2 separate regions of the Sus scrofa genome follow, and region 1 is linked to region 2. The links are chromatin contacts, called in public HiChIP or PLAC-seq maps. All regions are on one chromosome and are shown on one strand. The core of a region is the stretch at or near the end of the contact, and the rest is flanking DNA. Distances in the headings are between cores, read along the strand shown. Region 1 overlaps CREM (cAMP-responsive element modulator). Region 2 overlaps LOC110255705 (a long non-coding RNA gene).

Region 1 (6,002 bases), core at 791-3,290, 1.1 Mb after region 2:
ATTAATTCAAAACGTCTGCAGTGGTGTTCTAGGGCCAGCTCGTACTAGTTTGCTGAAGTCAATTATTAAATTTTCAGGATTTTTATGAATGGGTTGCAAAAACAGCCATTATTAATAACTATATATGTATATATATAATAAATATATATATTAATAAAAATTACATTAAAATAATATTAATAAATATATAAAACCCACCCTCCCAATAATTTCATTTACATTCTTGAGGTTATTTACATCTACTTTATCTGAATGGTGTGCTGCTTACTGTGTTATGTCTTTCCAACTCTACATTCAGTGAAGTCACACTGGTAGCTTGAAATTGGCCATAGTGAAAGTATTTACATCATGGGAATCCATAGACACTACAGACCAGGGCTTTTTTCCCCCTAGAGAGCTGGTGGTTAAACATTTATCAGCCCACCACTGATATTAGGCTAAATGAACTAAGGGTTGAAAAGCCTCTCTACTTTAGCCTTTGATAAAAACCTTTCTAAAATGCATTAGGACATTTTTTTATGAAATGTGTAAAGCATGCTGAGAATCGTTGTTCCAAATGCTGAAGGGATCTTTAATACCTAAGATTTCTATAATGTTCAGAATAATCATCTTAAACATTAGCAACCTCATCTCTTATGACATGTAAAAAGAAGTATGTTATTTCCAGATCAATTTTATATAAAATATCAAGTGGTAAATTGTTTAAATAACTTGTGGTATTTTATTTCATTGCAGCTGCCACTGGTGACATGCCGACTTATCAGATCCGAGCTCCGACTACTGCTTTGCCTCAGGGAGTGGTGATGGCTGCCTCTCCGGGAAGCCTGCACAGCCCCCAGCAACTAGCAGAGGAGGCAACACGCAAACGAGAGCTGAGGCTAATGAAAAACAGGTAAGACATTTCGTGAGAAACCGCAACCACTTAGGGGTTATAATTTATTATCGTGGGGCTTTTTAAAAACTGCTTATCCTCAGCTATTTCTCCCAAGTTTTGTGTTTTGTGGCATTTTGTGTGGGTTTGTGCTTTGTGTGTGCTGCTGGTAGTCTTCTAATCAGAGTTTCAGCCATGAAACTACTTTATCAGCAGGAGGTATATCCTTATACATTTTAGGCTAATGTCTAAAAGGTACATTAATTTTTTTAATGATAATGGAAGGACTTTATTACAAATATTCATTTTGTACTCGGTATTTGCTTTGTGAAGTAGGTGATAAGTGTAGTTTTTTAAAATTTTATTTTATGGCCACATTCGTGGTATATGGAAGTTCCCAGTCCAGGGATTGAATCCTGGCCATATTTATGGCAGTGCTGGATCCTTTAACTCCCTAGGCCCGGCCAGGATCAAACCTGCACCTCTGCAGAGACCCCAGTCACTGCAATTGGATTCTTAACCCACTGAGCCACAGTGGGAACTCCTGATAAGTATAATTTTTTAGCTTCTTTTAAGCAGAATAAATTGGAGGTGAGTTTAGATTTTTCTATGTCCATTACATGTAGTTTTATCTGTTTTGTAACTTTGTTTTTTCTCTATTATACTGAGAAAAAAACAAAATTTTCCATATCTAGTCTGAAAAATTCTGGCTGAGTACCAATACAAAGCAAGAGGAAGAAATAAAATTACCCGCAGCCCCGGCACAGAGAGAGAGACACCTCCTACGGCACGTACACTTCTGGTTCCCTGTCTCATTTTCTCACACATTTCATTGGCTAGAAATAGCTAAGAGAATCCCTAGCTGCATGGGATTCTGAGAAGGGTCTATGTTAGCTTCCAGATTTCAGTTTCAGAGCAGAGCAAGAGAGAAGCAGATGATAAATGGCTACTAGATCGCTCAGTGTCTGTTGAGCCGGTTTTCAGCGATTGTGGCTTCCATTTCTTTAGCTTGCACGTGACTTGCACATGAGAACAGGTCTGGTTATTCTCCTTACTTCACAGAGGAGGAACTGAGGCTCAGAGAGGTCAGGTAACAAGCTGATTAAGATCACGCAGCCCAAACTGGACAGAGCCTGGAACTAGAAGCAGGCCGTCTTTACCCAGAGGCCACACTGTGCCACACAGGAGTCACCTTGGAGACACAGCGGGGTCAGCTGCAGATTTAGCTTCCCAGAGAGTGTGTTGGATTTATTCATTAACGTGAAAGACCTCTCATGCGTTCTCTTTTTGGAAGGAATAAATTATTTGGCTGGCATTCATAATAGATACTGAAGTGTATTTCTCCGACCCAGCAACAGCCTTTATTTCTCTACCAACCTGCTCAGCTTTTCCACTTTGCTGTGTATTTCCTCCCCATGCTAAGGAGGCATCCAGACCCATGCAAGCCCTGAAGACCGAGCTCACTATTAATAGAAGAAACAGGTGTTTTCCATCGCTCAGGCCTCCTTAGGAATGTGACCGTCCAGAGCTCTGTGCTTAGAGCATTTTGACTCGTGACTTGCAGGCAGGCACATGAAATATGGAGTCTGGGTATTTACAGTAAATAGTACAGCTTGGTAAATAAGATTTTAAAAATTAGACATCCCGCCACACTGCTCTTCAATATTTAAAACTTTGTTTAATGGTTAACCTGTTGTGTAAAGAGACTGTCTTCCTTCCAGATCTAGAATTTAATAGAATGATTCCATCATGAAACCTTCGGTGTTTTAGTTCCTCTGTAGAAGAGCTGAATTACATTCCCAAACTGACAAATGTTTACGTGTACTTGGATTTATTCTTGACTTTGCCCCACGCATCATTGACATTGAGTTCATCTTTTTAAATCAGACTCGGTTCACTTTTACACTGTCAATTTTTCTGAGCCCCGGTGGAGAAGTCGGAGAACCTTGTGAGTTTACAGGGTGACGGCATTGTTCTCGGCTGGGAAGCAGGGCTTGAGCTTTTCCTGCAGTTCATTGGGATTTCAAGACCTCTCCTCTGCAGAGAAAACACTGATAACCAGCTGTTAGTGAGGGTGAGCTATCCTAAAAATAAAGCAGAACGGGCCAGATGTGGTGCACATGTCCCTCCTGGTTCAGAGTTAGAGCATTCAGCACACCTTTGTTGATGTATGTTTAAGTTATCTATTGCAATGCAGGCTTTTTGCTGTGATGAGTAGCCCAAAGGCAGTTATTGTCAAGGGTATACTCCAAAATAAAGCTGTTATCAGAGGGTATATTCTACAGAGGAGTTAAACCGTGCAGTTACCACCCCCCCTCTCACCCACCCCACCCCCCAAAAAAGGAGCAAGAGCAAATGTCTGTATCTGTTGGTTTGGGCGGGGTTATGCGTGGAGATGACTAACTCGGCTCATCTGTTTATTCGTGTGCGCTGCTTTGGCTGCTGGTCTGGGCTTTCTTGGGGCGCATCTGCAATGCTTTAAATCCCAGGAATCGGTTAGCGGATGTGTGTCTCGTAACATCCTTTCCCTGATTTCTGCTGTGGCGTCCCACGTGCCCGGGTTGCCATTGTCTGAATTTCTGACCCCGTGTTCTGTACCCTCCCTTCTTTCCTTCTGTAGTTGTCAGAAGCAGAGTCCCTTTTGTTTCGGTTCTGGTTTTTGAAACTGTGCATGATTTGCTTATTGTTATCCATATTGTTTTCTAGCTGATCAACTGTTGCTTGCAGTCATGATTGTTGTACTGATTTAGTCTTGAAGAGTCAAAATCTCCAACATCGACATTTCAGGCTTCTAAGGATTCATTTTTCTAATCATTTTTTATTTTTAAATCAAGTTAGCTCACTGTGATGGAAGGTATGGCTTTTGGTGGACCCAAATAAGAGACCTGGAAAGATCTGTACATGTGTTTGTAGCAGTTCCGCTTGGGGTGGTGGTCCTGTTGTTCTGGTTACTGAGAAGCTTCTGGTCACTGTGATGGGACATGCGCCCTAAGAGAACAGAATGCTGGGCGAGTTGTCTCGCTCTGCCGTCGTGTGCGCTCCTCAGGCAACCTCACCAGGTGGCATGTGCTTGGTTACAACCGAGTGTGGCTCTGTCCGGACCCTCCCGAGGCCTGACCGGCGGTGGCGCTGGGGGGCAGAGGTCGACGAGCCACTCTGGATGGTCCTGACGGGTTGTTCCTGTAGTCATTTGCCTTGTGTTGGTTCCAGGGAAGCCGCCCGGGAGTGTCGCAGGAAGAAGAAGGAATATGTCAAATGTCTTGAAAACCGTGTGGCTGTGCTTGAAAACCAAAACAAGACTCTCATTGAGGAACTCAAGGCCCTCAAAGACCTTTATTGCCATAAAGCAGAGTAACTGGCTTTGACATGGACCTTGTTTGCCCTGAACTCTAACCCCGGCAGGAGGTGCCGCCGTCCTGCTCATTGCCGTGTGGACTTGTGGAAGGGACCCTTGTGACCCTTCTTAAGGAACCCAGTTGGGCTTAGTGTGTGGAAGTTGACTTGGGAATGTTGTTCCAGGATGCGGAAGGCAGCCGTGATCCCCGTCACCAGGCTTGCTTCAGTCGCGGTGTCAGTAGCGTGCGAAACATGCTTTGTTTGCCCTTTTGCTTCTACTTTCTTGCAGGGAAGCTGCTAAGGAATGTCGCCGTCGAAAGAAAGAGTATGTCAAGTGTCTGGAGAGTCGGGTTGCAGTGCTGGAAGTTCAGAACAAGAAGCTCATAGAGGAACTGGAAACCCTGAAAGACATTTGCTCTCCTAAAACAGATTAGTAGAAATATTTAACTATGAACTGACTCCCACATGTACAGTTGCTTCTGAAGGCAATACACCATATAGCCGGCAAGAATGATGGCTTTTTTCCTTTGTGTCATTCATCATATTTTCTAATCTCTAACATTCCCAAACTGCTTCACTGTACGTAGTTAACTCTTAGCTGTAACTTCAGTTTTTTTTAAAAGAGACAAACTGTAAAAAAGAAAAAAAAAATGTATGTAACAGATTCTTAAAATGCAATATTTGTAAGACTTGTTCCAATGCCACATATTTGCAGTTCCCAATCTGTGTGTCATGAATAGTGTCCTATGCAATAAAATTTTTTGCAGGTCTTTTGAAATCACTTTAGAAAAGGACAATCAAAGAGAATGCATCCAGCAGTACAATAAAAGTAAACCACAAAAAATACCTCAGGAAAGAGTCGAAAGCGAGAAAGAGTTGAAAGAACCTGATGACATGCCTATGTGAAAATAATAGCCTATAACTGAACTTACGGCATTTGCAGATTTTTATATCAGTTGCTTTGTAAAGAAAATACTGTATTCCTGTCCCAGAATGCCATAGTTGAAGAGAGTTTTTAATAGAACCATGTTGGTTACACTTGGTAGCGTTTGGTGCTCATTTAACTATCTGAACATCGGCTGCAGTTTTTAGTCCATCGTGTAACATAAAAGGGCTTGCAGAAGTTTTTAGTGTCGGCTTGATAGTACGCGAGGAAAGGTGACACACGTTGCAACACCTCACCGAGGGAACAGAGTTGGAATTGGATTTGCATACCCTCTGGAGACGCTGCCCATTTCTGCAGTGGGTCACGCTCTCTGCAGTGCCCTTTTCTGCTGTCTCGTGGGAAGCACAGCCCCAGAGCTTTTACCCAGAAGAGCAGCTGTCCGAGATGCAGCTGCTGTGATGGAGCAGGCCTTTCTGCAGATGGTCTGGAAAGCTCCTGCTGGCAGCCCTCTCTTTTGAGTTCTGGCCTTAGGAGTCTTGAAGTAAAAACTAAAATGACCCAAGAGTGTATTTTCAGCTTTAATTGCTTGAAGTTCTACCTTAGATCAGGTATAGAAGTTGGAGTTTATTACATGGAGTTACTACTGGTATTCACATTTCATCCTATGTTTATAATAAAAAACCTCAAGGGATAAGCCCGGAGCCCTTAAGCATAAAATGCTCTGTCACCTCCTGCACTCAGGAGACACCTGTTGAAAGCTTCTTGTGTGCGAGACTCGCTGTATTTTCTCTAACTTCTGACCTTAATATTAAGGGGCCCCACCCCCGGTTTCCGCAGGGGACCTGGTCACCGTAGAAAACAGGAGATCGTGGTGACCACACGGTCCTCGTCCTTGGTGACTCTGTCACC
Region 2 (5,341 bases), core at 1,822-4,321:
TCAGAATCTACCGATCATCCTGCACAGGTGAACAAATTCATTTTGCAAAAATTCCAGTTCCATCCTATCACCTTCTAGAAGAAGCCACTGATGGTCCCTGCCACCCACAAGCTCAAATTCAGAACCCAGAAATGGGCACCCAGAACAGGACCCCCTGCTGGCACTGATGTCAAGTTAAGAGATGTGGCATAAGTGACATCATCTGGCCAGTGGCGTTTCCAGCCAGGCCAGAATATGTTCAGCGAGAATCACATTTGAACTGGCCTCACCTACGGTATTTCAGGCTGCATTAATTTTTGTGAGTGGCACCCACCTTTGTGCATATAAATTGGGTAATTACACTAGGAAATTGGAATTTTTGCATTTCGAATCAGCACCTGTAAATAACAGAAGGCGATGGAAGGAAGGCCCAGTGAAACTCTGGCCCCTTAATATTTGAAAGCAGCACTTTGTAGACAGCTTGGAGACTAAAAGGTTTTGCAGCATCCTCACCGAAAAAGAGTGGGAATAAAAAGCAGAGGACCTCACCATTTGTCTGTACATTATTTTCTATTTAAAAATAATAAGATGCTGTAGAAAAGTTGAAACACGAAAATTACATCTTTGGTCATCTCAGCTCAACTTCCAGCAGAGTAACAATTGTCACAAAATTACCATACTGGGGTTGGACATAATTTGCTACAAGTTGACGGCCTGAAAGCTCACATCTATCCTGGTACTGTGAGTCCTGTGCTTTTGCCCTTCCAGAAAAAGCAGGGATGTTTAATGGACTTTGTTGAGGATTAACTTTGTCAATCAGCCATAACTGGTAAAGTTCTGTCAACTGATATATGGAAATATCTGTGTTGATCTGGAGTAAATCAAAGCCTCATTTCTGCCACGAGGAAACTGATGACGTGGTTGGTGAAGCTAACGTCCAAGGCATGTCTGCAGCGCACCCAGCCACTTACCTGGGTTATGCCGACTCATCTCAACAACCACTGTGAGTTAGAATTGGCTCTGCGTCAGAGATTTAGGAAACCAGGAGAGGTTAAAGAAAGTATTCAAACACCCTCAGGGGGCCAATGGCAGAACTAGGACTTAAGACCAGTCGGTCTAAGTGAGTGGTTCTTAATCAGAGATGGAGGAGCTGGCGGGAAGCCTCGGACCTGTGGTCCGAGGGGCAGGACAGCCCAGAACTGTGGCTCCTAGGGTGTCCTTCCTTGATGTTAATGAACAAAGTGAGATTGGAAGCTTTCAGGAGTTCCCACTGTGGCTCAGCAGTGGAAAAACCTGACTAGTATCCATGGGGATGTGGGTTCGGTCCCTGGCCTTGCTCAGTGGGCTAAAGATCAGGCCTTGCCACAAGCTGCAGCATGGGTCACAGATGTGGTTCAGATCTGGCGTCGCTGTGGCTGTGGCGTAGGCCTGCAGCTGCAGCTCCGATTCCACCCCTAGCCTGGGCATTTCCATACACTGCAGGTGTGGCCCTAAAAAGAAAAAAAGGGGGAGGGAACTGCCCCCCCAAAGGCAAAAACTAATAAAGAGTTTTAAGATGTATCTCTGTAAATTAAATTTAATGTATGCAAAATCTATGGTAAGTCCCGGCTGTTTTTATGATAATCAATAAGAGATCTTCTCCCCAGAGAGAAAACGGGTACTAGAAATACAAGCTGCACCAGAAGAGGAGTTCTTACTGAGGATCTACTTTCCTAGAAAAATGATCCTTTGTCACCTTAAAGAAGTGGTGTTGCCTCTGCACATCATGACAGGCTTTCTGAGCTGAGTCAAGCTGTGATCACTTTCTACCCCTCGTTCGCACAGAATCGTGGCTGGGGCAGGAGCTGGGACAGGTGAAAGGAAGCTGTTTGAAGAGAGAGGCCTCAACTCATTTAAAATAATAAAATGACTGCCTTCCTTCGGAATCGGGCAGGACTCTGGCCTAAAGAGGTTTGGGGATAATGATCTTGCCTGAATACGTGCAGAGTTGATGCTCCAAAATGGCCACGGCATCCAGTCCGTGTCACGGCTAAACTGCACCCAACCTTGACAACCCCCGTCACGGGCAGACGGGCCTTTCCATAAACCGTTAGCTCTGCCCCAGGCCCTGTGGCCTAAAAAGCATCGTTTGTTCTTTAAAGTACTGACACTCGGCCATCTTTTCTCTCTCCAATTCCACAGTCACAGGTCGGTCTGGGGACAGGCTGTCCATTGTTCTCTCCTTGTTTCACTGGTGGGCTCTATCCTATGGCAAGGTTTTTTTAATTGACTCTCAGATGATTGTAAGGGTAGCTCATGAATCAGAACCCGGGGCTCTCCATGTGACCGCCGGCTCTCACAGATCTGTATAAACTTCTAAATAGTTTTGGAGAAAGGCAAGCGCCTGTGTGTGTGTGTGTGTGTGTGTGTGTGTGTGTGTGTGTGTACTAATTCGAGCATCCCCCCAGAGACCTTGTCTTCCCCAGACCCGCAGCAGCCTCAGGCTGTGTTTCCCATTAAGGATTTATTTTCTTCTATGAAGGGATCTTTCTGCCCCCAAAGAGGCTCAGTTCCCACTTAGTGCCTGTTAGAAGGTCCCGGAGATTAGATTGAGCAGAGGGTCTCAGGATACAAGTTTCAATGCACATTATTCATAGAGAAAATAAGATCAGGGCTGAGAAAATCCAGTTTTGTGATGGGTGAGACAGGGGCCAGCTGTCATTCTTGCTGGATCCTGGGCGATTCATTAAACCTGTGTCTTCACCCCTCCCAAGGATAAAGGCACGTGTTCCTGCCCACTTCCGACCCGTTAGAGCCTTGCGTGGGCAATGAGATAATGCTTTGGGAGTTCGTCTGCATACCTGCCTTAAGGATGTGATAATTATTGGTGTTACCATGGTTCAGCACCTAGCAATGGCCCTCTGTGAGATGGGCATTCTCCCGGCTGACAGGTAAATAAGAACAGATCTGGCTTGTTCCAGACGCGCAGTCACAGCCTGTTGATAAATAGGGATCCAGAAGTCACATGCAGGCTGGCCTCAGGTAAACCGCGGCTCACACTCTATTTTTAGTTAATAGGGCTCTGCTGAAGTATGTCTCCAAGTCCCAGCCTTCTCACCCGTGGTTCATCGGGGTCACAGGCAATAGCTGTGCAGAATAAAGAGGCCGTCTGAGACCGTCTCAAGCATGAGAGCAAGAGCGAGCCCCATGTGGCAGGGCAGGGGGAGGTAGAGGGGCAATGGCCCTACCAATCCCAAAGTCACTGTCATCCAACGGTCCCCCCTCCTCTACCAGCCTTCTCACCAGGAGGCCTCACGGGCTGCTCAGAGCTCACCCCACTTTCCGATGAGCACCCTGCGCCTCCACCCCCGTGCACACTGGGTTCGAGACAGTTATGGCAACCTCACTTTCCACCGCCAAGTGTCTCCATTTGGTTGTTTCATCCTTCCTGCCAGAGCCCAGCCCCTGCCTGTTGACTCTGATACATCTTTCACAGAATCTCATTTTCATCCCTGTCACTGGAGTCCAAATGCCAACATACTGATTATTCTCGCTGTGACAAATACAGTCTCTCTTCAGCAGTCTCTTCAGATCTCGGTCTCCTGGGAAAACAGCTCCCTCCCCTCCGAGCCTTTTCCTAATATTGCCCACTCAGCTCAGCCCCAGCCCCTCTGAACCCTTTGCAAGTTCACCCCACCTACCCTTCCTATCTGTTCTGCGATGGCATCTTTTCCCAGCGTCTGCTTCACCTGTCTCCGCCTGTCTGTGTGACTCCAGGCTGCCCCTTGGTCAGCAGGACAGAGCCTTCTGCCTCCGTGGGCTGCTGCCAAGCTTAATTTTAGCACTCTGCAAATGACAGTAAGTCCTGCAAAGCAGATCAAAGCATTGGCCCCTGCATGCTGGCCAGCATGGCGAATGATTCTCTGGGACAGAGCAAACAACCTCGAAAATTTCTTATGAGTCAGCTGTGAGGCGCTCAGGCAAGCAAGATCACAGGACAAGTTCACACGTTCACATGGAATGACCAGGAGGCTCATTTGCCACAGAGGTCAAGCTCGTAGGCTGGCAGCCCCATCAGCCCGGCAGAAGGACAGGCTTCCGCAGAGATGTCTCTTCGGAGAATGTCACACTTAGGCCATCTCCAGACAGCCTCGCTTGGGCGAAGGTGGCCTTTGTCACGGGAATAAATCTGAGGTCCTTTTGATGAAGAAGCCCAGAATGCCATCTTCCACCACAGGAATGTCTTTCTCAAGCTTTTGGATAGAAAATAGTCAGCGGAAGGCTATCGGTTTTGGATGAATGATCCAAACTATCAATAAAAAATTATCAAATAGATGATCAGCCTTATACCTCTTTCTGTGTTATACAGGTCTGCTCAACTCTTCAGCAAGGACATGATTCCTGATCTATAGAATCTAGTTATTGGCCTATGTCTCTATTACAAAAGCGTTGAGAAGACCTCACCTCGCCTCTTCCCGAGAGTATTTGGGAGAGTAATGTGTGCATGCAGTTCCCTCTGAATATCTCTGGTATCCCAGGAATTTAAACGTTAGGGATGTTGACAGGGGCTGACATTTCCCATACGATGGTCTGGAAGGAGCTTGGTCCTGTGAAACAGACAGGCTGATCTTGAAATAAAGTTCACGGAGTCTGCTGAAGGGAAAAATCTCAGAAGCCAAGTATTATCAGGTCACGGGAATAACTGCAAGGCCCACCATGAGCAGTCAAAAAATCGGAGGGCTTGCTCTAAAGGTAAAACACATTTCCCTTCACAAAATGAGTAAAATTCACAGAATAAAATCAGAGAAGTCGGTTTTCTTTTCTTTCACATTCTCTCCCTTCATCGTGTAAAAATGTAGCTCTTCTCCCTCTCGTCCTTCCTGCTACGCATTTTATTAATTATCTTCCTATAGATTAATTATTAAAAACATTCTAATCACGAAGTTAATTAAAATTTAATTCTCACATCATATGAATGATGAGATAACACAAGCTTAGAAGGTTCAAGAAGACACAGAACACTGAGTTCCAGTATGTTGCACAATGCCCAGCACCTAGTAAGTACTCGCTAAACACTTCAGTAAATGGACAAACAAAGGCACTGAAGAAAGTGGACATGGGCATGGGTTGAGAATTAAAGAAGATAACTGTTCCTGCACAGAGAAGGTATTCCATATTTCCTCTTTTTCTTCCCTCCACAAAACAGCTAGAGAAATCGCTCTCTATTCCAGCCTCTCACTCAGTTTTTACAAATAGCAGGTGAGGAATTTCACTTCCTTACTGCGTTGGTCCACCAACAATGTCCAAGTCAGCAGGCAAGGCCCAAGATGCCCATGAGGGGAGTTGGAACTCACTCATTATTAATCCAGGTAGTGCCCCACCC

The links. HiChIP or PLAC-seq counts read pairs in DNA pulled down with a chosen protein or histone mark.
Region 1: an H3K27ac HiChIP or PLAC-seq map of skeletal muscle shows a contact between it and region 2. The contact joins two enhancer-like sites. A contact is called at or near these places in 1 of 47 Hi-C or Micro-C datasets (skeletal muscle) and 1 of 2 datasets of contacts at active chromatin or transcription factors (skeletal muscle).

Annotation. Positions count from the first base shown.
Region 1 is chr10:57,890,366-57,896,367 of Sscrofa11.1, forward strand. It overlaps CREM (cAMP-responsive element modulator), which reads left to right. Exons shown (of 8, transcript XM_021064986.1): 7 at 736-892; 8 at 4,497-5,245. The coding sequence ends at 4,641. Among named protein-coding and RNA genes, the nearest start is that of CREM, 64 kb to the left of the region's middle. Within about 2 kb of position 2,041, at least 11 of the 83 cell types and tissues checked have an H3K27ac peak or open chromatin away from gene starts, as enhancers often do. A contact at or near this core is called in skeletal muscle, where this site is marked.
Region 2 is chr10:56,767,125-56,772,465 of Sscrofa11.1, forward strand. It overlaps LOC110255705 (a long non-coding RNA gene), which reads left to right. Exons shown (of 2, transcript XR_002336405.1): 1 at 1-27; 2 at 1,626-4,293. Among named protein-coding and RNA genes, the nearest start is that of NRP1, 340 kb to the left of the region's middle. Within about 2 kb of position 3,072, at least 8 of the 83 cell types and tissues checked have an H3K27ac peak or open chromatin away from gene starts, as enhancers often do. A contact at or near this core is called in skeletal muscle, where this site is marked.